2 separate regions of the Anser cygnoides genome follow, and region 2 is linked to region 1. Evidence: chromatin contacts called from public Hi-C data. All regions are on one chromosome and are shown on one strand. Each heading gives the region's core, a stretch centred on a gene start, on an enhancer-like site or on the middle of the called end of the contact. The rest is flanking DNA. Distances are from core to core; before and after follow the strand shown. Region 1 holds the start of TIMP3 (TIMP metallopeptidase inhibitor 3). Region 2 holds the start of RTCB (RNA 2',3'-cyclic phosphate and 5'-OH ligase).

Region 1 (3,693 bases), core at 1,058-3,557:
TTCTAACGACTGCTGAGCTGGGAGGCTGCATCAGAACTGAGCTGGAGGATGATCAAAAATTAAATGTGTGGTGACGTGAGATTAAAGGGGAAGGGAATAAACTTAAGGGCAGGACTTCACTGGCTAGGCACGGAAGACCAACAGCGAGAGTTTACATTAGTGCTATATTAAAATCCTTCTCCTTCAGCATTCAGTGCTTCTGGACGATGGAAAGCCTCTCCTAGGCTGCCACCTAGCTAGTTAATTTCTCGTATTGTTTAGGAGCTATTTTAAAAAGCTCTTCTGCTCCAGCCCTTACTGCACTGACTCCTCCCCTCGGAGCTGGTATTTTGTCAGGAGTTTCAAGAGCGGTAAAAACTCGCTGCCAAGTCCCTTTCTTCCCCACAACGTGTTTTATAACGCAGCATGCAGTTTCATCTGTCCCACGGCCACACCAGCACCCTGCCCTCAGTTCCCATGGAGACGGTGAACTCCGCCACAGCCAGAAAGCCTTAGCATGTTTTTTGCCATAAAAAAAAAAAAAAAAAAAAAAAAACGTGACAGCGTTTGCTAAAAATCAGCCTGCAGGAGCATCACATTTTCCAGACAGTTCTAGCAAATTTAGCACGTTCGAGCAAAGGATTTTCTTTTGCTTCAGCCTATCACCGAGAACTGAGGTCTTAACCAAACGTGCACGTAAGTCATCTTCCAGCTCAAGCTGCTCTTTCCCCGCGTGCTTCTCTGCACTACCAGGATGCCTGCAGGCATCACGACCCCCCCCTGGCATCAGCCTGAGAGCTGCCACAACCCCGAGCAAAGCCAAGGCACGAGATACAACGAAGACTGCAGGGCAGAGAGCAGGAAGGTGACGGACATGACTTTGAACTCCATCAGAAGCCCAAGCAATAAACAGGAAAACTTCACGCCCCAAAGTTTAGGAGCGCTGCCATGTGAAACTTAGCAGTTTGCCCTGCTCCTAGCCATTTACCCATCTGGCAGAAATTCACTGGCATCAGGGTCTGTTCACAACAACAACTTATTTAACATCAGCTTTCTTAAAACTGAACTGAAAACAGCCCCGATCTGCTCCAGCATGACCTGAGCGGAGCAGGAAAGCAGACCCGCTCCCAAAACGCAGCAAACGAAGGCCACACGCTGTGTGTGCAGCTTTAGCTGTGCAAAAATGGTCTCCCAGCCTTACTTTCACAGCAAGGACAAGCTCCTGGCTGCGGCACGTCGGTGGCACGCTTGTTGATCCAGGCTAAAGAAGAGGCAGTAACAAGCAGAGCTTTGAACAGCGCAGTTTCCTGGAAGGATTCCCCAGTCTAAAACTGTTTTATAAATATTTTCCAGGCTCTCATCAGGCAGGGAAGCTGAACCTGCAGTGGCTTTTTCTGGCACTCAGGAGCAGACGCTCCACAGAGACCAGACACGGATAACCGCGCACAGCCACGGTGTTGGTACAGAGGAGTTAAAGGCAGGAGACAGAATGATTTTGCCAGCAAGTTTGGCCAACTTTAAAGCCACTGGCAGGGCTCGTGGTAACGGGTGCCCCGCCAAAGTGAGAACCGATGTCCTGTCAGACTCCCACAGCACCTACCGGGGGGGTTTCTTTGCAGACTCTGGCATCAGCCAGGTGTGGGTACCAGTATTGTGAAGCCCCCCGGCACCCTTCACACCACTCAAACCACCTGCGGAGGTGCCAGAAACCCTCGCCCATGCGCCCCGCTCGCCAGGTGCCCTGGGGACACCACCGATTCCTCTCGCATGCAGCCCCCAGGGCTCGCCCCAACGCCTCCCCCCGCCGCCCACCGCCCCGTTTCGGGCCGGGGACGGAGCCCCGGGGTCTCGCCTCTCCCCCCACAAACCGAGGAGGCTCCGTCGGCGGCACTCACCGATGTCGGAGTTGCAGAAAGCGTCCTGCGGGTGGATGGGGACGCAAGTGCAAGCCTCCACCACGGCGTCCCGCAGGCTCCAGCTGCAGAGAGCCAGGGCGAGGAAGCCGAGCCACGCCGTCATGATGCCCCCCGGGGCTCACCCCTTCGCTTGTGCGGAGCGAGAGGGCAGGAGCCTCCTTTCCTAGGAGCCTCCTTTCCTAGGAGCCTCCCTTTGCACAACGCTGCCCCTCTTCGCTGGACGGGACGGTGCAAGCCCGAGAGCGCGGTGCAAGGCGATGCACTGGTGCAAGGCGATGCACTGGTGCAAGGCGATGCACTGGTGCACGCTGCCGCACGGTGCGCGCTGCCGCTGCTGCCGCCGCTGCTGCACGGTGCACGACGTCGCTGCGCGGCGCGGCGCGGCACGGCGCCGAGTTATAGCCCCGATCGCGCCCGCTCGGGCCGCGGGCAGTGCCGCCGCCGCCGCCGCCGGCCAATGGGAGCCCCGCATTACCTCATCGGCGGGAGCGGCCGGCGGGACGGGGAGGGGCCGCGGCCGCCGCTTCAGCGCCTTATAGGGAATAGTGCGGCCGTTTGGGCGGGCGGTTACCTGCGCCGCCGGCCGCCCTGAGGGGAAGCTCGCCAAGCCGTCCCCGTCCCGCAGAAACTTGGCCGTGCCCCCTCCCCGGGTTTACTGAGAGACCCCCTCAGTGCCTGCACGGCTCTGGTCCCCCCTGCCCGGCTTTGGTCCCCCCGAGCCCCGCTGGGGTCTGCCTCCCCTCAGGGTGGCAGCCCGGAGGACGGGCAGAAACGTCCCCGAAGCCCTCCGGGGTTCGCTTTCCAAGCTCGGGCTGTTCCCCTCCGGGCGGTCTCGGCTGGCTGTAAAGTGTTTTTTAAAGCTGGAGGAGGTGAAAGGGAGTAGTGCTGTAAAGTGCTCTCATGGAGCAACCAGAAAACGCAAGGGGAGCACTGCGCGTTGCTGCTTTTCCCCTCTCAGCACGCAGCGGATGGAGAAGAAGGACGAGACCTTAGCCAGGATTTCATCCTGTGTATTTTCATCCCCCTCAAATGCTCCTTCTCCTGCCACCCTGCCACCACCCATTCCCCTTCTCTTCCCCTCCTCAGGATTTTCAGTCAGCGACTTTTCAGTCGCTGGTCACATCTGCCCGGGCACTCCCGACATTTAATCTCGAAGTGTGTTTTAGCAGAGCAGCTTTAGCAGAATTTATAGAAAAGTCCTGTTTGTTTTGTTTTCCCTTATCCCCTTTTGGAACAGTAAATTTCTATCAGCTGTAGAAATGTAAATGTTATAGTAGAGCCGGGGCTGCGACGAAGGAGATTGCCAGCTGCAGGATACAGACATCCTCATTATCCTGCAGAGGGGACCGAGGGGCGATTAATCACAGTATCAAACCAGTATATATAATGTCAGAGTACTTTCCATGGGGTTTACAAGACTTAAGCATGTCTAGTTATAAATTATGCTGGTATTAAAGGCCAGGGACCAGCTGTCCTAAATTTCTAAATAGTCAGCTAAGTCTTTAGATTTACAATTCTTCTCCATCTGGGTGAAGCACAGCCTGACTACACCTTTTCTTGAATCACGCCATCCCTATAAAATTAAAACCTCCAGTCTTATGGAAACACAGGCTTTTATTTGGAGCATGGGTATACAAAAGCATCGAGATGGGTGTTGCTAGCAGTGATCAAGGTTGCAAAGCAAACAGAGGAAAATGCAGGTTCCTCTCCTCGCTGTGACACAGCCAACCTGTGTGACAGCTTCGTCTCGCTGTGCTTCAAATCCCAATCCATGTAATGGGGATAATGGTGATGGAGC
Region 2 (3,264 bases), core at 321-2,820, 150 kb after region 1:
CACCTCACTTTCTCTAGTCACTCTTCTTGTCAGTAACGAGAATTGAGAGGACACAGGAGAACTGTTCAGTGTGAATGGGTTTCCCAAGTAAAAGGTAACTCTATAGTCTCCACTTCCAGTTCTAGTCTGTTGGCTGTAGTTGAGAGGAAGGAAGACAGTTCTTCATGCTTTTCAGAGATAAGTATATTAGACTGTGGTGGACTGCTCTCTGAAGGTTTGTTGCCCTGTATGCACTGACAATGGGGGAAGCCCAAAGGGCAAATTTAGATTACATGACTAATTCTAAAATGGCTCAAATTAGGTTTAAAAAAAAGATAATCCCACTTTGTGATGATTGTCTAGCTGCCTCAAGGCTCAAATGAACTTTCCTGGGTAGGCTGGATGATCTTTAGATGTCTCTTCCATTGCTAGCATGACACAAAGGGATAGCACACTAGGCGATGAAAGTTTGAAGGACCGTTTAGTAGAACTTGGAAGTAAAAAGTCTCAACTGTTTTCAGTATTTTTTGTTTGGTTTTTTTTAACATTAGGATAGAGTTGAATTTAATAAATAACTAAAATATTCTGTAATTCATAGCATTCAGTGACTGTTCTTCTTCCTGCAGGGCTATGTGTTGATTTCTACTGATGTTCACTACAACTATTAAAGGAGAAGAGTGACCATTTGTTAGGCATGAATTTAAATCAATAAAGTGACTCTGAAGGCTGAACAACTGTATACTTCTCCTGAAACATCTCACCTGAGTCCTGATGAGAGCAGTGGCCTGGTTTGGTGGGGTGGGAGGGAGTGCTCAGAAATCTGGAGAAATGGTTAGGCTTCACAAGGGTGATAACAAGCAGACTCAGGGGCAAGCAAGATGCATGCCTGGCATTATTTATTCTGGAGTTTATCTGATGTAAAACTGTTTTTAAAAAGATTAATGCCTCTCTTGAAATAAAGTCTTGTCTACACACTTCCTGGAAGATGCTATAGTCTCTCAAGTGAAGAAAAAGTACATTGTCAAAATGTAGCTAAGGCAGGCATGTCTACTACTGTTTTGACTATAATAATCTCAAGTAACTTCCTTTTCAAGGTGATGCATTAAATACGTTGTGAGCACTCTCCAGAGCTACACCAGATGGGGAACTGTCCTGCCTACAGTGGGAACTAAACTACTACCATAAATGTTAACAAAGCTGCAAAAGCGATTCTATTATATGGGTTCAAGAGACCAAGGGCTGACTGTTTTCATGTCTTTAGGGCTTTTTGATAGCCCCTCTCCCCTGGTGGCTCCAAAATCCCCCACATGACATTGCTTAGCCACCTCAGCTACAATCCTTGAACGTTTCGGTGCGCGTTTCTCTTAAAAGCCTAATTCTGCACCGTCTTCGTCAGCGTTCCCCGGGGTGCAGAGGTACTTTATTCTCCCCGCACTTCGGTGCGAGGCCTTTCCCCTTCCGTGCCGCCAGCCCAGCGGGCCTGCTCCGCGTTACCTCCCTCCATCCCCCACACAGACGTTTGGGGACGGCGGCAGCCCGGCCCTACACCGCCAGGGGGAGCCGGGCGGAGGAGGATTTGTCCCTGGGCGGCCGCCGTCCGCTCTTACCGGCGGGGCTGAGGTGGCGGCGGGGAGCGGGATCGGGATCGGGAGGGCGCCGCCATGAGCCGCAGCTACAACGACGAGCTGCAGTTCCTGGACAAGCTGGACAAGAACTGCTGGCGGATCAAGAAGGGCTTCGTGCCCAACATGCACGTGCGTGGGGAGGGCTCGGGGTTGGGGGGGGGGGAAGGCCCGGCGGGGCCCGGTCGCGCTGACGGCTCTCCACCCCCCCCATCCCCGCAGGTGGAGGGTGTTTTCTACGTGAACGACCCGCTGGAGAAGCTGATGTTCGAGGAGCTGCGCAACGCCTGCCGTGGTGGGGGTGAGTGCCGTGGTGTGGTGTGGGCCCGCTGCCCCCTCAGAGCCAGCCCTGGGCCGGCTGTGGGGGAGCCCCGGGGTATGAGCAGGCCACGTACAAGGTGCCTCGTTGTAGTAATTTATCAGATTTTTTTACACTTTTTTCACTCTTTTCTTTTTTTTTTTTTTTTTTTAGGTGCGGGTGGGTTTTTGCCTGCTATGAAGCAGATTGGGAACGTGGCAGCGTTACCTGGCATCGTTCACGTGAGTAACTGCTTCGGAAAATGCTCTTTGCTGCTCCATTGTGGGAAGAGCTGTGGACCAAAGCTGGTTTTAGGATGGTTGGCGTGTTAGGAACCTGTCTCTGAGTAAGGAGTGATTGCAAGGACAGGCTGTAAAATTAGCTTGTCAGAAATGAAGGTATTCTCTTCACTTACTTCTGTGCGCTTGCAGCCCAGAAGGCCAAGTGGATCCTGGGCCACATCAAAAGCGGAGTGGCCAGCAGGGTGAGGGAGGGGATTGTCCCCCTCTGCTCTGCCCTTGTGAGGCCCCACTTGGTGTACTGCATCCAGGTCTGGGGCCCCCAGCACAAGAAGGATGTGGGGCTGTTAGAACAGATCCAGAGGAGGGCCGCAAAGATGATCAAGGGGCTGGAGCACCTCTCCTACGAAAAAGGCTGAGATAGCTGGGGATGTTCAGCCTACAGAAGAGAAGGCTCTGGGGTGACCTCATTGCAGCTTTTCAGTACTTAAAGGGGGCTTATAAAAAAAAAGGAGAGCAGCGCTTTGCTCAGATAACGACAGGACAAGAGAGAATAGTTTTAAACTAAAAGAGCCGAGATTTAGATTGGAGGTTAGGGGGAAATTCTACACTCACGGGGTGGTGAGGCACTGGAACAGGTTACCTAGAGAGGTGGTGAATGCGCCATCCCTGGAGGTGTGCAAGACCAGGTTGGATGAGGCACTGGAACTAGGTGGTCTTCAAGGTCCCTTCCAACTCGAGCCCTTCTAAGATTCACCGATTGCCTTTTTACACGAAGCCTGTTTGGCTTTGCTATTTTTGGCTATTTCAATTTGCTTTAGCCGCCTTTTCTCCACTGCTGGTACGGTCAGTTTGTTGTTTCTGAGTCGTCCCTGCTGACCTGCAGTGCCTGGGGAAGCGAGGAGACAGCAGAAGGTGACAGTGTTGTCTGTGTTATCATCGCTGCCCTAGCGTTGGCAGTGAGCCTTCCCCTGCATTCAACACTCTTTTACCTGGCCCCACACATTTTAGAAATGAAGCAGAAGGATGTCGGAGGAGCGTACTAAGCTGTACCACTCTTCAGTAAGCTTAAACTACAGTGTGAAAATTATCTTTTTCATGTTCAGTATCGCTTATATTAATAATT

The links. Hi-C and Micro-C count contacts between places; a contact is called where the count stands out from the background.
Region 2: a contact with region 1 is called in a Hi-C map of liver, with 1.9 times the contacts expected there. The contact joins the promoter of RTCB here to the promoter of TIMP3 in region 1. A contact is called at or near these places in 3 of 7 Hi-C or Micro-C datasets (granulosa cells and liver).

Annotation. Positions count from the first base shown.
Region 1 is chr1:57,913,641-57,917,333 of Taihu_goose_T2T_genome, forward strand. It overlaps TIMP3 (TIMP metallopeptidase inhibitor 3), which reads right to left and starts at 2,308. Exons shown (of 5, transcript XM_013180857.3): 1 at 1,875-2,308. The coding sequence starts at 1,998. The region is part of intron 8 of SYN3 (synapsin III); the gene reads left to right.
Region 2 is chr1:58,065,401-58,068,664 of Taihu_goose_T2T_genome, forward strand. RTCB (RNA 2',3'-cyclic phosphate and 5'-OH ligase) reads left to right here and starts at 1,571. Exons shown (of 12, transcript XM_048071268.2): 1 at 1,571-1,733; 2 at 1,824-1,902; 3 at 2,074-2,141. The coding sequence starts at 1,641. LOC106035898 (BPI fold-containing family C protein) reads left to right here. Exons shown (of 16, transcript XM_013181014.3): 16 at 606-1,024. The coding sequence ends at 647.